Regions from separate parts of the Mus musculus genome. Here regions 2 and 3 are each linked to region 1. A link is a contact called in public HiChIP or PLAC-seq data. All regions are on one chromosome and are shown on one strand. The core of a region is the stretch at or near the end of the contact, and the rest is flanking DNA. Distances in the headings are between cores, read along the strand shown.

Region 1 (2,711 bases), core at 155-2,654:
GAACTCATAGACTTTAAATATGAAGGAAAGAAGCCCTTCATTAAGCATAGTTTGAGGAAGAGTTAGGATGGTTTAAGAGTTTCCTGTTCAGAGCACTGCTCACTTAAGGTGAAGGTTAGTTTAGAGTGAAGTCTAGTCAGTTCCCAACTGTCATCAGCCATGGTGTTAGAAGTGGGGTTTACCTGAAGGAAGCATATCTGGCCTTGAGGAACCTGCAGCTATGGCCCTGGGAGGGACAGGTAGTGGGAGGGAAGGATGTCTGTTTGGTTTCTACATTGATCTCCTGACCTTTAGAAATAACATTTCTTTTTCAGTTCAGAAACTTGCATTTGTCCTCTTGGTTGTGCTGATTCTGTGAGGAAAAGGTGGTTAAATCTCCTAATCACGGGTGTTATTAAATGAGGTAAATACGAGAACGAGGCTGTTCGCTTTCAATCATAATCTCACTGCAGACCCTCTCTAGGTTAGCCTTTTACAACTGTTGCTCCTCTGCGTCAATGAAGCAGTCAAACATACAAGTTTAATGCCCCATCTTTTTTTTTTATTTCCCTCCCTGTGTTTTGGCTTCTTGGAGGACTACACCGTGCTCCAGAAACACTTTCTGATTGACAGATGAATGGGTCACCCTGAGGTCCAGTTTGCTTAGTGGGGATCATTTCTACTCCCTATTTTCCTGCTCTTGCTTATTACCTGTGTGTACTTTTGTGGTCTCATAAATATATCAAGTTTCTTGGATTGTTTGGGCTATGCCAGCAATTTCTGTTTTCTTCCGTCAGCGTCTTCAGGAGAGCCGTGTACACAAAGACAAAATGGCTTTCAAAGTAAGTCTCCATTCCCATTTCAGTATTGGTACAGACATCAAATTGAAGGCCACTCCGCTCTTCCTGCCACTGGTTGTATCAGCTGCCTGGAGATTAACCTCTTCTAAGGCTCTGAGCTATTTTTGAGGTAAAGACTGCAACAACATTAAAGCTAGAACCCATTAGAAAATCACTTTCATCATCTCTCCTTTTTCCAAATCAGTGGCTCTTTCCCCCTCCTCCTTCTGATCTCATAACCCTTTAATCTCCTTTGTAGCAGAACAAGGAGACTGTTAGTGTTTGCATGTGATGGGGTTAGCATCCTTCATAGAGAACAGTTTCAGAAGACACCAAGATATTAGAGAAGTGTATGGAAGATGGACTCCATCTCCAGGTGGACTGCCTCAATGCTCTGCTCTCCTTGTGCAAGCGGGGCCATTTTTGTGGATGTTTTGTGCAAACCAGGCTCAAAGTCTCCAAAAGAGACACAGCAGAAAGCCTTTTGTTGCATTATTTCTAAAGGCTTGAGGTTTTGAAGGGAAGGGATTTTGTTTTCCTCTGAGCTACACAATGGAGCTTTCACAGAACCTCCTTTAAAAGGAATAGCTACAGCCTTTGTGTGGAAGGGTGTGTCTTTTGGCAGGGTCTGCTGATGCAGACAGACTGGCTGGTGATTAACAAAGGTCATTAGACTTTGGAATCTGGCTAGCAGCCTCGGATGGTATGTCTTCTGTGTGTGGAAGGACGACTCCCAAGAAACCAAGGCATTCTGGAGGTCCCCTCTCCAGGACACCCCCAAATCCTGCTGCAGGACAGGCTCTGGTCCAGGGGCGTCCTGATTTAACCAGTACTCTGCTGGGACTAACGAACCAGCCTATCAATCATGGGATAAAAGAACCTTTGGAGATCTTTGGTGAATGACATTTGAGGAGGAGAAAGGTGCTGCTTTTCGAGAAGAAATGAAAACAGTTAATTCTTTGTTGGGAAGAGCAGAGCTTAGGAGGAGCCCAGCCTGCCCTCGTAGCGTTCACTTGTGATTGTCAGCCTAGCAAAATCCAAGCGAAGCCATGTTGTGCACGGAGGAGAGGCTCTGAGCTAAAATGGCTGCTCCTACAGCTCAGAGGACTAGGGCAGCTTAGTGAGTCTTAGAGCTTCAGTGACGCAGGAGCTCCTATCTCCTGAAAGTGTGATAAACACATTCGGCAGGGCTGTGGCTTGCTTGGCTGAGATGAAAGGACTAAGCTTGGGGGATGGGGAGTGCGCATTGGGTGATCTGCTTTTTTCTGTGAAGTGTTCTAAATGCAGGAGTCGTCTGCACCATGGAAAAATTTGTTTTCAGGTCTAATGGACTGTGCGAAAGGAGAAGTGGGGTGGGGCTCAGTGACTGCTGTAATTTGATCCAGAGCTGATAGCAACCTCTTCCACACAATTTGGGCTGGTGCTCTGACATAAAAGCTTGTGTATCTGGAATATTGAGACTTAGTTAGCTGAAAGGACTCTGGTGTCCAGTTCAATGTTTATTGAAATAGGATAAATTGTTGGGTGAAAGAAGAGGAGGTAAAATATCTGTGTCTCACTCTGCAAAGCCCTGTCCAGAGCTGGACTTGGCCAGTACTTATTTTAGCAGGCTCCGGGCAGGAGCATTCTTTCATAGAAAATCCTCCTGCCATGGCTTCTTGCACTCCACTGACACATCATTGCTGGACTTTGTTCCTCCAGCAGAAATCACATTATCTTTTGTAAGAGAGGCATAGAAAACTGCACCATTAAAAAAGATCTGGCTGCAACCTGAATTCTTAAGACATTTGGTTCTAGATTACAGTACAGTGACTTAGTAGGGCTTGTGATGTTCTCTGTGAAGTAACTTATTCACTGAGATAATAACTGGGTATCTCCTTACAGGATATACAC
Region 2 (2,711 bases), core at 105-2,604, 470 kb after region 1:
CATGAACTTCTGCTCCCAGAAGACACATTTGTAGAAGAGCCCAGATTGCCAGCTGACAGTATGTAAGGGAGAAAACTCAGATACCAGGAGACAAGGAATCCCCTGTCCTGCTATCTACTCAGTGCTGGAACTTTCCACTCTCTGCCCATCCACCAATCCACCCACCTACCCTCAAACACACACACACACACACACACACACACACACACACACACACACACACGGCTATCCATTCCTCTATCAACTCATCCATTCATCCATCCATAAATCAATCCTCATTCACTTGCCTATTTCTCCACCCAGTCACTGATTCATCTATGCATCTATCCATTTATCCACCCATCACTCACCCACCCATCTACCCACTCATTTATCCATCCATCTATCCACATACTCACCCATACACACATTCATCTATTTGTCCCTTCCTCCCTGTCTCTCCCTCTGCCCTCCATCTATCCACCATCCATCCATCCATCTATCCATAGACTCATCCCTCTATCCACCCATCTACCCTATCCACCCATCTATTCACCCATTGATCATCTATCATCCTTTATCCTTGGATATACACCAGCCATTACTTAGATTCTAGGACCCAGGAACTGAATCGAATACTGGAGACATTGAGGCTCGGTGAGACTCAGCCTTAATCATCAGTGTGAATTGAGCCAGTGAAGAGATGAGCAGGAAGGTGAAAGATGCTAGTGCAGGGCTTCCTGTGTCACTGTGTAACTCTCAGGAATGGGAGCAAACAGGAGCTCACGGTGAGGGTCCTGACTGGGTCGTCTCAGAGGAAGGGACTCCTAAAATGTCTATTGCAAAATTCATAGGTACTAGCCAGGCAGGAAAGAGAAGGTGAGCGGTGGGTATAGACTAGAAGGCCTTGGGAGAGGCAGAGGAGCTTCGGGTACAAAGCCTGGAATCTGGGGAGAGTGGAGTCAGTGAGAGGAGCAGTGAGTGATTCTAGATAGCTAAAGCAGAGGGTGGGAAGGGCTAGGATTGCTTTTGACCTTGGAGGCCCCAGGGCACTGTTATTTTCCAAGGCCCCACTCCCACATCCTATCATACACATTGAAATTCACCCACTTTGCATATCAAATGAGTTATATATAGCTAACTGGGGAGGCCAGTTGCAAAGACAGTTGACATAATGTTACCTTTTGTAGACATTTAATTACACACTCATCAATTTCAACTTGGCAACCTCCTCATTTTTGGGAAATGTGGGCGCGGACAGAGCAGCTGTAGAAAACAAATGTGGTAGCTCGGCTTACAATACCTGGTCTGCAGTCAGTAGTGGAGAGTGGGTCGCTGTAGGAAGTGAGCCCCAGGGCCATCTAAGGGCCTCCACCAAGGGCTTCTGGTGCCTAGAAGAGAAATGCCTTAAGGGTTTTTAAAACAGAAGGCTGAGCTGGGCCACTCCAGAAAGCACAGGTGGAAGTCTAGAAATAGGAAGTCAGGGAGAACTGCGTAGGACTTCAGGTGCAAAATTGGGAAGGATAGTCTACCCTGGGGTCCCCGAAGGGGCATTTGCAGACCTTCTACTGCTCCTCCAGGCCTGGCAGGAGTCAGTTCCCAGAGCCCAGGATGGGCCTGGGCAGTTGGTGGCACAAGAAAAGAAGCCTCCTTCCTCCAGAGGGCGTCACAGGACAGCTTTTCCCAAAGGAAGGCCGCATAGGCAGCAGCTGCCAGGGCAGGCTTTGGCTGGCTGATAACAATTACTGAGCTGGGCAGGAAGTCAGTACCTATGGAGACAGACTGGAAGGAGCCTCGTTATGGGAGAAGGAGCCTGGCTCTCTAGCCTAGCTGAGGCCAAGGGTCACAGAGGAAAACAAACAAACAAACAAACCCCAAACCAAACCTAACAAAACCTCCAAGGCATGTGAAAAATTCAGGGGCTCCCAACCTCTCTGTGTTGGATGGAGGACTAGTCAGGCTCCAACTTACCCAAGAGAAAACAGACCAAGGAGCAAAGCGGCTTGGATGGGGGCTTCCGAGCATGTTGGAGGCAGTCCAGGACCAGAGGCTAGCCCTGTCTTGGCACTCACCCTCCTTTAATTAGGTGTGTGGCTGTGTCACGTTGTGCTGCTCAGAGACATTGCAGATAACAGCAAGTGGAAGGCATCTGCCACACACTGGGCTCTGTGCTAAACACTTGATTCTTATTATTGACCTCCATCCACATGAAGGGATGACACACTCCCGGAGGCTGTGTCGTGTTACCCCAGTTTCCCCCCACAAGAAAACTGATCCACTGCAGGCTGAAGCTATGCTTGCCTTAAAATCACGCAGCTGTGCCAACACAGCCAGGCAAACTCTCACAGGGTCTCTCCCACCCAGCCCCAGGGCTCTATTTTAATTCTCAGGAGGAGATAACAATGCCAAATTATCTTCTAAGAATAGGTAATTTCTGTCCTGTGAAGGAGCTTTTTAGTGCTGGTGAATGGATCCGTATACTATTTGTATTTTCAAATAGGGATGCTCCCTGTAGTTGATCTTCAGCCAGGAAATTAAATTAACCAGGACACTTCTAGCCCTGAGCACTCTGGCTGGGTAGTTAATGGAGACTTCACAATGCCAGCTATGCGATTTAGGATCACATCACAGAGTAAATTGCCCTCCGGAGGATCCTAAATCTTCAAAAACAATCTCTAATCCTCACATTTGGGCAGGAAGGGCCCTTAGACATCAACGTTCAGGGGACCCTG
Region 3 (2,711 bases), core at 74-2,573, 290 kb after region 1:
CCCACCCCCGGCTTAGCAGGTTATCCTCTAGCCTGTGGCTAAGTGGCACGTTTCAGTCAATCCATTTACAAATCCTGTTTTACTGTTTGTGTCCTTAACTAAAATGTCTACGTGCTTTTGATGGAATCAGTTTTATTCGCAGATTTTTCCTCTCACCCAGACTGTCAAAAGGATCTAAAAATTATCTGCCTGGTGTCCCTCCTTAGCAGATGGGGGTGGGGTGGGGGGAGCTGAAAATCCTCTAATTACTTTGTGTTGGTTTGTGTCTCTCTAAATCTGCCCCTTCTCAGAGACCAAGCCACTTGGGATGGTTTCTTTAGCAAGACAGCAACACCCATGAAGAGGCAGCCAGCTGCCAGGTAGAGACCACACATGCCTGGTGGCAGGGCAAAACAGAATAGCTTCAGGAGCCCCACGGTCTTATCAGGGGGCTTGCAGGAGATAGTATACATGAAAAACTCTTGCTTAACAGTGAAGTGCTGTGCAAATGTTAGAACCAGGTGGTGTGTGCCAGGGAGATTACCTTTTGCCAGGGGGTAATCATTTCAGTTTATATAACACTTTTCACTCCAGGAGCCCCAAGCCCTTGTGAATATTACCCTAAGAAACATCACTTGAAATGAAACGCATATAAACAAACAGAATCTAACAAATGGAGGTACCAATTACCACAACGATGACAGTCTTAAATGAGAACATCAACATTTTGACACATCAACTCTGGAGGATGCTGCCTCTGTGGTCCCAACACCTTCAGAGGGGGGCATCAATTCTCCCTGTTAATGTTTTCCCGTCAGTGTCAACTGTTTGGCTGAGGTGGGAGGAGAGGAAACAGAAATAGAAAAACATCTTAAAATATGCATTTTATTTCCCTGTAGCAGTGCGTCAGAAAACTCAACTGTAACTCCCCAAGTCTTTCTCTCTCTCTCTCTCTCTCTCTCTCTCTCTCTCTCTCTCTCTCTCTCTCTCTCTCTCTCTCCCTCCACCTCCCTCCCCCCCCACCCATGAAAAAGGGAGAGAAAAAAAAAAGCTGTCATTATTTGAATGATCAGAGAAAAAAAGAAGCCAAGGTAAGTAAGATACCAATTACAGCTCTGCCAGTCTGTGTGAATTGGTCTCAATCCAAATGAGGGCGCAAATGGGTTTGAGGATGTGAAGGGGATGCAGAGGGGGCTGGGAAGAGAGAGCTGCCAAAATACAACACAGGGAGGCTTAGCGAAATTGCCCCCTGGCGCTCTGAAGGCAGTTTAATCAGGCAGAGCCCTGAACATTCCCGTGCACCAGTCCCATTGTGCGCGCGCCCTTGCAGATCTGGCTTCTGGCTCGGTCTCTTTGTTTGGGTAGCTAGGCACGGAAAAAGAATCATCTGCAACCAGAGCTCCACTTAATTCTCAGTTCCTCTCTGGAAACGGCTGTTGGCATGGTGGAATGTGCTGTGAAAAGGCCACGCTTTGGACTGATCAAAAAGCGGAATTCCAGACCCTCCATCGGGAGCCTTTGTGGACAAAGCCAAACCGATTCTCAGAAAGTGACAGAGTCCTGCCCTTCTGGAGTAATTTGTGTCGCCCCAGCATCGCAGTATTCTTGCCAGTGACAAGCAGGAGCCCCCGGCAATTTGTCTTCTGTCTTGGCAAAGGCAATGATGATTGTACTGCTTCTCACTGTTTAAAAAAAAAAAAAAAAAGCAGTAGTCACTTCTGTCACCCTGCCTGTTACCAAAAGTCAGCTCACATTACTGACTGCGCTATCTTGAATCCGATAAAGAACCCAGGAAAGCCACAAGGAGAGACCTGAAGATATGGGATCATTTTATTCACAGCCCAGCACTGAAATCAGAGCATGGTACTCAGTGGATAACCAATGTAGAAAAAGACTCTGCAAAAAAATAAATTCAGATAAATACTTCCATCTTCTGCTTTCAGTACTTCCTATGCTCTGCCCTCCCCACACCTGAGTCAAGGAAATGGCTGAATCCTATTACAGTTGCTTGTTTGTTTGTTTGTTTGTTTAAACTCTAATTTGTGTAGATCAACATACAAAGTGATGGGTTTCAGACACAGATGTTGTTACACTTTGTTCTTGTCCCCTTCTCTGCTGCCCTCTCATCTCCTTACTGATCCCTCTTCTCCTCCAAATACACCCACCTTCTCTTCTGCTTTTATGTCACTTGTATTCTGTCACCTTCTCCTCACCCCTTAAGATCTCTTCCTTCCCCATCATGGCCTCCTTTCTACTTTCATGGCCTAACACACTCACACACACACACACACACACACTCATGCACACACATGCAGGTGCACTATTTGCTCTTATCGCTTAATATAATGATCTACAGTTCTATTCATCTTCCTGCAAATATCATGATTTCAGTCTTTATGGGGGGGGGAACCATTGTTTTTTATGGGCACTTTCTTTTATTTTTAATTCCTTGCAGGAATATATTTTTGTTTTACTTTTATTTAGGTATATGTTTTTGTGCATGTGTATACCTTTGTGTGTGCGTGTGCGTGTGCGTGTGTATGGGAGCCTAAGGAGGCTAGAAGAGAGAGTTGGATTCCTGGAGCTGGAGTTACAGTTTGTTGGTTGTGAGCCTCGTGACGTGGGTCCCATGACCTGAACTCTGAGCCCCATCAAGAAGAGCAAGCAATCTTAGCCACTGTCTTAGTTAGGGTCATTGCTGTGAAGAGACCCCAAAACCAAGGCAACTCTTA

The links. HiChIP or PLAC-seq counts read pairs in DNA pulled down with a chosen protein or histone mark.
Region 2: an H3K27ac HiChIP or PLAC-seq map of embryonic stem cells shows a contact between it and region 1, with 10 read pairs. The contact joins two enhancer-like sites. A contact is called at or near these places in 3 of 115 datasets of contacts at active chromatin or transcription factors (all in embryonic stem cells).
Region 3: a contact with region 1 is called in an H3K27ac HiChIP or PLAC-seq map of stem cell-derived anterior neural progenitor cells, with 8 times the contacts expected there. The contact joins two enhancer-like sites. A contact is called at or near these places in 3 of 115 datasets of contacts at active chromatin or transcription factors (embryonic stem cells, extraembryonic endoderm stem cells and stem cell-derived anterior neural progenitor cells) and 1 of 9 other capture datasets (adipose tissue).

Annotation. Positions count from the first base shown.
Region 1 is chr4:55,003,762-55,006,472 of GRCm38.p6, forward strand. All of the region lies in intron 1 of Zfp462 (zinc finger protein 462), which reads left to right. Among named protein-coding and RNA genes, the nearest start is that of Zfp462, 57 kb to the left of the region's middle. Within about 2 kb of position 1,405, at least 203 of the 459 cell types and tissues checked have an H3K27ac peak or open chromatin away from gene starts, as enhancers often do. A contact at or near this core is called in embryonic stem cells and stem cell-derived anterior neural progenitor cells, where this site is marked.
Region 2 is chr4:55,476,452-55,479,162 of GRCm38.p6, forward strand. No RefSeq gene overlaps it. Among named protein-coding and RNA genes, the nearest start is that of Gm22150, 8.6 kb to the left of the region's middle. Within about 2 kb of position 1,355, at least 35 of the 459 cell types and tissues checked have an H3K27ac peak or open chromatin away from gene starts, as enhancers often do. A contact at or near this core is called in embryonic stem cells, where this site is marked.
Region 3 is chr4:55,293,113-55,295,823 of GRCm38.p6, forward strand. It overlaps Gm52739 (a long non-coding RNA gene), which reads right to left. Exons shown (of 3, transcript XR_003955414.1): 3 at 1,027-1,661. Among named protein-coding and RNA genes, the nearest start is that of Gm52739, 11 kb to the right of the region's middle. Within about 2 kb of position 1,324, at least 72 of the 459 cell types and tissues checked have an H3K27ac peak or open chromatin away from gene starts, as enhancers often do. A contact at or near this core is called in stem cell-derived anterior neural progenitor cells, where this site is marked.